3 separate regions of the Mus musculus genome follow, and regions 1 and 2 are each linked to region 3. Evidence: chromatin contacts called from public Hi-C and HiChIP or PLAC-seq data. All regions are on one chromosome and are shown on one strand. Each heading gives the region's core, a stretch centred on a gene start, on an enhancer-like site or on the middle of the called end of the contact. The rest is flanking DNA. Distances are from core to core; before and after follow the strand shown. Region 1 has its middle 53 kb from the start of Mir680-3. Region 2 has its middle 100 kb from the start of Mir680-3. Region 3 overlaps Gm40388 (a long non-coding RNA gene).

What was found. HiChIP or PLAC-seq counts read pairs in DNA pulled down with a chosen protein or histone mark. A called contact is a pair of places that touch in the nucleus more often than the background predicts.
Region 1: a CTCF HiChIP or PLAC-seq map of the NIH/3T3 cell line shows a contact between it and region 3, with 14 read pairs. The contact joins two enhancer-like sites. A contact is called at or near these places in 1 of 15 datasets of contacts at CTCF or cohesin (the NIH/3T3 cell line) and 1 of 115 datasets of contacts at active chromatin or transcription factors (embryonic fibroblasts).
Region 2: a contact with region 3 is called in a Hi-C map of the MC38 cell line, with 9 times the contacts expected there. The contact joins two enhancer-like sites. A contact is called at or near these places in 3 of 484 Hi-C or Micro-C datasets (the MC38 cell line, adipose-derived mesenchymal stem cells and cortical neurons) and 2 of 115 datasets of contacts at active chromatin or transcription factors (bone marrow-derived dendritic cells and pancreatic cancer cells).

Annotation. Positions count from the first base shown.
Region 1 is chr12:35,245,895-35,248,960 of GRCm38.p6, reverse strand. No RefSeq gene overlaps it. Among named protein-coding and RNA genes, the nearest start is that of Mir680-3, 53 kb to the right of the region's middle. Within about 2 kb of position 1,655, at least 67 of the 459 cell types and tissues checked have an H3K27ac peak or open chromatin away from gene starts, as enhancers often do. A contact at or near this core is called in the NIH/3T3 cell line, where this site is marked.
Region 2 is chr12:35,292,959-35,296,443 of GRCm38.p6, reverse strand. No RefSeq gene overlaps it. Among named protein-coding and RNA genes, the nearest start is that of Mir680-3, 100 kb to the right of the region's middle. Within about 2 kb of position 1,698, at least 87 of the 459 cell types and tissues checked have an H3K27ac peak or open chromatin away from gene starts, as enhancers often do. A contact at or near this core is called in the MC38 cell line and pancreatic cancer cells, where this site is marked.
Region 3 is chr12:35,732,945-35,736,054 of GRCm38.p6, reverse strand. All of the region lies in intron 1 of Gm40388 (a long non-coding RNA gene), which reads left to right. Among named protein-coding and RNA genes, the nearest start is that of Gm40388, 12 kb to the left of the region's middle. Within about 2 kb of position 1,499, at least 45 of the 459 cell types and tissues checked have an H3K27ac peak or open chromatin away from gene starts, as enhancers often do. A contact at or near this core is called in the MC38 cell line, the NIH/3T3 cell line and pancreatic cancer cells, where this site is marked.

The DNA of each region.
Region 1 (3,066 bases), core at 406-2,905, 490 kb after region 3:
ATGGTTCTTTGTGTCATGATGACCCCCAAACATAATATTATTTTCATTGATACATCTTAATTGTAATTTTGCTACTCTTATGAAGCATAATGTAAACAAACACCTGTGTTTTCTGATGGTATTAGGTGACACTTGTGAAAGTGTCATTTGACTGCTAGATGGGTCTCTGCCCGCAGGTTGAAACCACGGGTTTCTATGTTTGTCTTACCATTACCTTGTTAAAGGTCCTTCTATCAGACCTTAACCCCCAATTTAGATTAGTTGATATTCTGCATTCCTTCCCTGATTGTCATTCAGAAACCTGTTTCATTTACGATCTGGAAGCTTATCTCTATAGGCCCAACCTCTATTAACAGTCTAACGATGCAGTTCTTTGCTTATCTTCTTCCCATTTCTACCAAGTTTATAGTATTGTTGTCCATAGATACTTTCTTCATATTCTTACTCCTTTCCAGTCTGTAACTCGAATCTAAATCCCACCTTGCTGAGATTGCTAACCATGATTATTGTTTTCCAAAACTGACCCTGAATGACTCCATTGGTTCTTGTATAGTAGCAATGTGTGACTGCAAACAAAAGCTAGAACTGATCATCCGGCCCCTACTCTGTCTTCTGGCTGCTTTGGTTTAACATATACAGTATGAGAGATGTCCTGGACCTTACCTTCACTGTCTCTGCTCTTACAGCATCCAGGGATGCTTTCATTTGAAACATTCTCAATGGTGTATCAATATTGTAATTGTCACCGAACGTGGAATTTTCAGTTCATCGAAGTGCTTATCAATGTTGCTAATCACTATTTTATTCTGTATCTATTTTTAATAAATGCCTTCAGCAAGCATGGGGTGTTCAAACTTACTTATATAGTTCTTCTTTCTGATAGGAAGCTTCTACTATGACTCCCTTTTGAACATGGGCTGGACCTAGCACGTGTTTTCTAAAAAATAAACATGGCAACATGAAATATAATTCCCATAAAATATTATAAAACACTATGGCTTATGTTGATGGCCAGCTCTGTTTATTATTTTATTTCTTTGCCTGTTCCTCTTTCTTCTTCAACAGGTTCTAATGATGTAGAACAGGCTATTCTCAAATTAACTATCCTGTCTCAGCCTCCTGTGGTCACAGGTGAGAATCACCATAACTGATTTCTTCAGTTGCTCACAAAAAAAAAAAAAAAAAAAAAGTTGTCATTCAAAGACAGACAGACACAATAAAGAACCAAGGATGACAACTGGCCAAGAGCTGTCAATGAAGTGAACTCTGCCAACCACTTTGTGTGTTTAAGAAGAAACTTTACATTATTTAAATATGAGACAATTATAGTCCATGAATGCCTTGAATACTGCTATGGAGTTATAAACACATCTAGGCCATTCTCAGATTTCTGGCCAACAGAAACACTAACATAATAAATGAGCATTGTGTTAAGCTACCAATTTCCTCTATAATTTAGAGTACAGCAATATGATCATCATGCCTGCTGCTCTCAGCTTCAAGCACATGCACACTTTAATCACCATAATGGTATGAAGTGTCCATTCTTATCTTTCTCATTTTACAAATGAAGAAACTGGAAACTGAAGCACAGTGTTTCAGTAGCTACCAAAGATGACTCAAACATTACAGATTAGAGTTTAGCTTGGTCAGATATTATAAATAGATGCTAAAGGAATGAATGTCCATGTTGTTCTAAAAAGCAAGAAAATGTTCTGGGAATGATTAAGCCATTTTTAGCACTTTAGCAAACTCTGTGAAATTAAGCACTGCTCATGTAATAGATTCTGGTTGTATGTCAGCATTTTGGGGGCCTGAGGTTGACATAAACTATCTGCTCCCTACACCATGCATACTAGACATTTGCTTTCTACTTTATGCTACTTACATATAAGCTAAGGAAGTGACGCAGGGGAACCGGTAACTGATCATGATTTACTAATGAGCTTCATGGTGACTTATATGAATCTGTGTTGTTTGATCAGATCAAAAGAACATCCCAGCTCCAAGGCAGTCTATGTTCTACCTTAAAGTAACTAAGGGACATTGTATAGAATACCATCTAGCTCTCCACTGAATGCTATGCTGTAGAATGACAACTTCTTCCATTTCCGCACCTCTAAGTGGGCCATGTGAGTCATGTTGGATAGTTTCCTTGCTGTGACTTTGGCGTGGCTTCCAAATAAAATACTTGCAGATTACGGCTTCCCTCCAAAGACTGAGACCAGTTAAATCACACATTTTTACTGTATCCCTTATTAAAAGCAAAAATGTACCCCCAACAGTGATCATTTCATAGTCATGGTCTGAAGAAAAGAGAAGTGGGTAGGACTACATTCTTGAACATTAGTTCTATTTTACCTCCCAGGTTGCTGTGGGTGTTTGGGCAGTGATACATTACAGATAGATTGATATGGGTCTAAAGAGAATGTTACAAGACCATGAGTCAGAACAGTCATCACTTCAAAGCTGCTTTAGTAGCTGGCAGGAAGTGGTGTGGGTCTCGAGAGCATAAAACTGGCCTCAGAGAAGGTGTGGTTTATGAAAATACTGATGTAATATAAACATTTTATTTCCCAACTATTTATAAGGTCATTCCTACCCTACATCAGATGTCAGATCTGCCTCTGAGAGGTTCCACATGGAACCTACAACATTCTTTGGTTTTGGCACTTTTGCAATGCAACTTGTTTCTGCAGTGTGTGGGAAAGGCAGTACAAAGTCATTGAAGTCGAATGAGCTTGGCATTTATCTGCAGAGCTTCATTCTGTCAGTTCACTGGGAAATGGCTTACTCAAAACTCTGAATAAACTTAGACACACTATTTTACTGCTTTCCTGTCCATAGCTTGATAAAGATCCTATTAGTGACCAAAACAAATTCCGTCAATATCTCTCAGGGACAGTATCACTGCCTCAGACAGTGCAAGGACCATTAACCCAGTGCAGAGACACAGTTAACCCCTATCACCCTTCTCATTTATACCTTAGTAATGGGAAACATCCTAGAGAAAAAGATGAAAAACTCCAAAAATTTGAGAACTACCCATAGGAAGAAAGTAGAGAG
Region 2 (3,485 bases), core at 449-2,948, 440 kb after region 3:
TTGACTTAATTTTATATCCAGCCACCTTGCTGTAGTTGTTTATCCACTGTAGAAATTCTCTGGCAAAATGTTTGAGGTGTCTTATGTATACGATCATAATATCAGCAAATAGTGATACCTTGACTTCTTTTCCAATTTGTATTCCCTTGATCTCCTTTTGTTGTCTTATCGTCCTAGCTAGAACTTCAAGTACTATAGATTGGAGCCTTGTCTTGTCCCTGATTTTTGTGGGATTGTTTCAAGATTCTCTCCATTTAATTTGATATTGGCTATTGGTTTGCTGTACATTGCTTTTATCATGTTTAGTATGGGCCTTAAATTCCTGATCTCTCCAATACTCTCAACATGAAGGGATATTGTATTTTGCCAAATGCTTTTTCAGCAAATATTGTGATGATCATGTGATTTTTTCTTTAAAAAAATATATATATAGGATTACATTGATGGATTTCTGTATATTGAACTAGCCTGTATCCCTCGGATGAAGCCTCCTTGATCATGGTAAGTGATCATTTTGATGTGTTCTGTGATTCAGTTTGTGAGAAATCTTTTGAGTATTATTTCATTGATGTTCATAACTGAAATTGTTCTGAAGTTCTCTTTCTTTGTTGGGTTTAGATATCAGAATAACAGTGGCTTCATAAAAATAATTAGTTAGTGTTCCTTCTGTTTCTATTTTGTGGAATAGTTTGAGGTGTATTGGTATTAGGTCTTCTTTGAAGGTCTGATAGACTTCTACACTAAAACCCTAAAATCATCTGGCCCTGGGTTTTTTGTTGTTTTGTTTTGTTTTGTTGTTTTTTTCAGCCTTTTAATGACTGCTTCTATTTTCTTAGAGGTTATAGGACTGTTTAGATAGTTATAAACATAAAAGAATAAAACTAAAGCTAAGAAGGATCAGTAAGAGTAATGGTTTATTTCATTATTATGTTAGCTGGCCATATGATAAAGCATTTAATATAGTGATGAACACAAAGGATGTCCCCCCACCATGTGCCAGGAGAGACAAAATCAAGCAATAAGCATTTCTGTATTACTTTCAACCTTCTAATTTTTCTTTTTTTTTCTTTTTGATTTTTTGATTTTGTTTTATTTTGGTTTGGTTTGGTATTTTTGGTTTTTTGAGACAGGGTTTCTTTGTCCTGGAACTCATTCTGTAGACCAGGCTGGCCTCAAACTCAGAAATCCTCCTGCCTCTGCCTCCCAAGTGCCGGGATTAAAGGCATGTGCCACCACTGCCCAGCCTAATTTTTCTTTATATTACTGGACAATGAGACTTTTTTTTTCTAACTAGGGACACTGCATGATACTTTCATGTTGTAGGGAGAGGGAAAGTCAGGCTAACTTGGGTATGCTATGTTCCCTTAGAGCAAATTAGAGCAAGGTCATGAGAGATAAACAGAGCCAAGCCTGGGAGCAGTTGTGCTTCACTGGGTTTTCTGTTCCTTAATTGGTTTGGAGTGCTGTGGTTCCTTTAAAATATGGGGGAGGTTATTCTACTGAGTGGTGAGTAACTCTGGCCATAGCTACAGGAACAAACAAAACAACAAAAAGCTTAGGGGAAAAAAAAACCCACAAGCACTCAGACTGAAAAAGTAACCAAGCCAAAAATGCCATTTGACTATTGCAAAATGATCGGGCACACACTGAAAGCCAAACATGCTTACAAGTTCAGCAAGCCCCAAATATGCCATGTCATTAGTGTCTTTCCTTCCAAGTATTCTGTCCACATACTCTGAGCTGTTTACCACAAAGAAAAGATGCATCACCTTGTTAAATCATTTCTAAAGCAGGAGGGGAGAAGGAAAAGAAAAAAAAGAAGGGGATAAGTGGGGTGAGGGGAGGGGCTGTGAGAGAGGACCAGGAAGAGGGCAGTGGTCTATGATTAGAGTATTAAAATGAATAAATTAATTAGTTAATGAAAAGGGAAAAGGTGGGAAAGGGAAGGAGTAAGGAAGGAAAAATTAGGAAAAAGGAAACAGGGGGTAGGGAAGGAGAAAGGGAACAAAGAGAATTACTGGAAAAAAATACAATAAAAAGTTTTCAAGTGACTTAATGTGAAATTTTCAAAAAACCTCCATGCTCCACCAGATAAATATTTCTGCATATTCTCAGAAATGGGTCACACTTCCCACATACTTAAAAACATCCTTTACAGTTAATCTATCAATAGCAACCCTACCAGACATTTTATCTTAAAATTTGTCTTGGGCCTGAAGACAGCGTGGTAGTAAAAACCTTGTACAGATCTCCATCAGCCAGGTGAAACAGCTTGGTGTGCTGAGACACTTGCCACCCTAGCCTAGGGAGGGGAAGCTGGAAAAGTCTCAAGATTCGCTGGCCAGCCAGACTAGCCAGTCTGTGAAGAGACCCTGCCTCAGACAATAAGGTAGAGAACAACTGAGCTTGACATTTTGATGCCAACCTCTGTCATCCACACATACACATGTAGGCACATACGTAGCATAGACATGTGTACAAACACACACATGTACACACACATACATATACAATTCTTTGTCCTTTCATTTTTATATGGCTTGTTCGGAAGGAACCAAGAAAGGAAACATAACAAAGCTATGTGAACACAAAGACTGTTTGTTGGACATTCTCCAAACCCAGCTGTAAACATCCACTCTTTGTTCGAATCCTTACAGCCACCTACCCAGTCACATGACAGCAGCATGACCAGCTTTGTCCACCAGAGCTCTTTGCATGGAAATGTACTAAATGTACTAAATGGACATACCAGCCACACTTCTTTCAATGACAAGAAACTGATCAAGTAGAAAATGTGGGAAAGTGGACATTCAGGCTAACTGTCTCCCTGTCTTTAATTGAAGCATTGTCTACTTCTCTGAATTAAACTGTCAGTTTAATTCAAGCTAGCTGAGCTGTTTATCATCCAGGAAAAAATCTAGTAGATGCTGAAGATATGCCAGATTACATTTCTACAGATCTTCTTTGTATGTTTAATCTTTTTTTTCTCCCTCCCTACTTCATGATACACACAGCTCTATGAATTGTGACTCTTATCAAGATGAGGTTTGGACTATCTTCTATCTTGCCTTTCATGTTGGTTACTTTTCGATATGGAATCTTTTCAATGTCAAATGTTGCTAGGTAACTATTTTCCTTGTTTTAATTCAGTTTTGGTAAAAACAAAAGTATATCTAAGTGGTTTAGTCTCAACTAGTATTGCTCTTCTTCCAAAATATGTATGTCCTACTTTTGTGTCAAGAGATACACGATGTGGCTTTCCAGACCTGCACAGAGCTACAGATGGTAGCAGAATTAGTTGTTTATAAATTTTACTGTTCATTGCCACAAACACATGGAACATAGATAATAAGTAATGAAATACTGTTTATAAAATAACTGAATGATTCAGAGAAGGAGATAGAAGGAGATAGATGATTCACATAGAAACAGAAAAAAAGAGGTTTCTCTGTAGAATTCCTTATATCTCTAATTAATATGGAGAA
Region 3 (3,110 bases), core at 250-2,749:
GAATGTAGACAGGAATAGTCAGTTATAGTCATGAGAAAGAGTGGCATTTGTGTTTATTATGCTTACTGAAGCCGTGTGTGTGTGTGTGTGTGTGTGTGTGTGTATGCATGTATTATCATTAAATGTCTAAACAAAGATGACAAGCAGATCCTTATATTTATGCATATTGTATATAGACATGTGGCAATCAGAAGTATTGATAGAAAAAATCAGCAAGCATTGAGAGAAAAACCTATAGATTTAGACAACAGCTTCAATAATATTAATTTATATTTTTACAGGACCTTTCTTTCTGAAAGACTTAGATTTTCGGTTAATGTTTGAAAACCATTGAATTATAGTTAAATATTTACACCTAAGCATATAGTTGAGGTCTATTTTCCTAAGACATAAAAAGGGAGTGGAATAAAATTGTGGCTTCTTGCAAGCTTACTGGCAGAAGATGAATAGGTTCCTTTAGATAACTTGAAATTTCACTATGGGGAACTGTTAGTTATGATTCTTTCATTAAGCAGAGACAATTGGAAAACATTATTGTCTTTTCTCATAGTCAAATGTCTATAAGACCTTAAAAAGCTTTATTAAAAATTCATACACATAGCACTTCCTAAAAGGAGTGTGCTTTCAGCAGATCTAGGAATAGCAATAAAATAATTTCATATATCCTGAATATTGAAGTTAAGATATTTCAAAGTGCTGACAATAATTGTAGGGGATCTGTTTTGATCATTGAAAGGAGAGGGGCATGTGATAACTGCAAGTTCACTGTAGCTGTAGCTGTAGCTGCTTTCTCAAAGCTTGCACAAGCTGTTGGAATATCTCCTGATGACAAAGCACTAAAGAGCTCTGGTCTCTACCACGTGCTGCTTATGGTCAGTGTGCCTGACTCCAGGTGCTGGGTGTAACTAAAGCTTCACAGCAGACGCCTTTCAAGTTCAAACACATGCACTGTGCAAATTGCATTCAGACCTATTTCTGGAATCTTTTTTTGTTTGTTTGTTTGTTTGTTTGTTTGTTTTTACCCCAACTCCCACCATCCTGTAAATGAGAGTTTGAATGCATCGTATTGAATGATGCATGGAAGAGTTCTCTGCCTGCAGCTTTTGGTCATAAGACATTTGGAAAAATGATTATGATCTAAACATTGACTAATATGTTTAGCTGAAGAATCTTAACTTTATGACCCCCTTAACCTAAATTATGATTTTCATATTATTTTTGGACCCTTCAATATACTAATACATTTCTCTCTTACCCTCTGTTCCTCGCCCCCATTCCGGTTTCTTTTAACTCTCCTCTACTCCTTTTCTCATCCCTTGACTCTTCAGTTACCCTGTGAGTTTTGAGGAGGTGGGGAGATTTTCCATGACACATTTTTGTCATTTAAACATAAGCCACTGAAGCACAGATTATTGTCTCTCTCTCCCTATAATATACAAACATGACCATGGCTTAATAACCAGACTCATACCAATGCAGTGAGCCTTGTATTAGTCATAGAGGATTTAGCCAAAATGAGTATACTGTGACATGGCAGTTCTGATTCTGGTTGATGTGAGGGCAGAATAGAGCGTAGTTGTCTCAATAGGTCAAAACCCTTCCATCCATGCTGTATTAATAAGATAGTGAGAAATAAAAAAAAATCCATCAGCTGGAGTTAAAAATCTGTATTCATATAATTTCTACTTTAACACATCAGAGATTAGTGTGTTGTGAAAGACCATCTTTTCTATCCTCTCCCTGGTCTTCTCTGTCCTCTATCATGGCTTCCAATCCTTTACTCTTTTCCTTTCTTTGTTTTTCAAACTTTTCCAGCCATGCATCAAATACCTTAATTGTTAACTTAAATATTGGTAGTGCCACTGTTTTTTCACACTTATGTTGAGAATTTTAGAACACATTGAAGCTGAAATTAGCAATGATGCTTCAAGTTTTTTTTTTTTTAAGAAAACTAAAAATCATTTTGTATTTGCTATACAACATGATTTATTTCTGGATGTAACTAGGAGCCCATGGAGTCAATAGCTACTATGCGATGTAAATTTGCAAGCATTTGGGCACCTGAGCATCCATTCCCAGCCACCTTTGCCATACACATCTGTGTAAGAATTAATTACAGTAGAACGGAAGGGCAGATTAGACCTTACTTACTGTTCCTTTGCTGGTGGTGGGATAATAGATGGGACAAGAATGGAAACAAGATCCTTTGGCCTCCTGTGGTAGAAAAACCCATGAGTCAGAGGCTCTGAGTTTTCTCTTACTAATCCCCTTCCCTTTCTCAGCACTGTGAAACTTTTACTTCATCATGTGACAGCCAACAGCCTAGTCTGTCACAGCAAAATTTTTCTCTGCATCTCAATTCTGACCAATATGGCGATGTATACTGCCCATGGTAACTGGGAGGAATTTAAAGCTGCTCAGGTTAAAACAATCCCAATATTTTTATATTCTCTACCTGACACACTGCTTTAGATGTTCCCCCACACAAATCTATATCTGATAGAGAGCAGAGTGTTGGATCCCCTAGAACTGCACTTAGATATGCTGTCAGTTACCCATGTGGGTGTTAGGAATCCAGCCTGTGTCCTCTAGAAGAACAAGTGCGTTTGACAGCTAAGCCAAATCTCCAGCCATTAGGAACCTCTTCTTAGCTGCGAGCTCTCCTCACAGCACCTGTAAACATTAGCACAAGTCATACATGAACCAAATTTAAACTATTAGTGTTAGATTATTTCAATGTCTTATAAGTTTTCTACATAGTTTTATCTGCCTTATAAGCTAATAGACCTTGAAATTAGTTGGTGGGTGATCTAGAAAAAATAACTTGCATGGATGCAAAATCATCCTTTGCTAAATCATTTCCTCTCTTACAACACAACACAAATATTTCTTAATTTAACTGAATTTACATGAATATTAGTCAGGGTTCTCTCTCTCTCCCTTTCTGTCTCTCTCCACACACACATGTATTTTATTTTATGGATATGAGTACTTGCTTTTATATATACATTGCATCATGCATATTTATAGATACACATATTTACACACACACACACACACACACACACACACACACACACACACACACACAGGGATTTATAACCATGGTT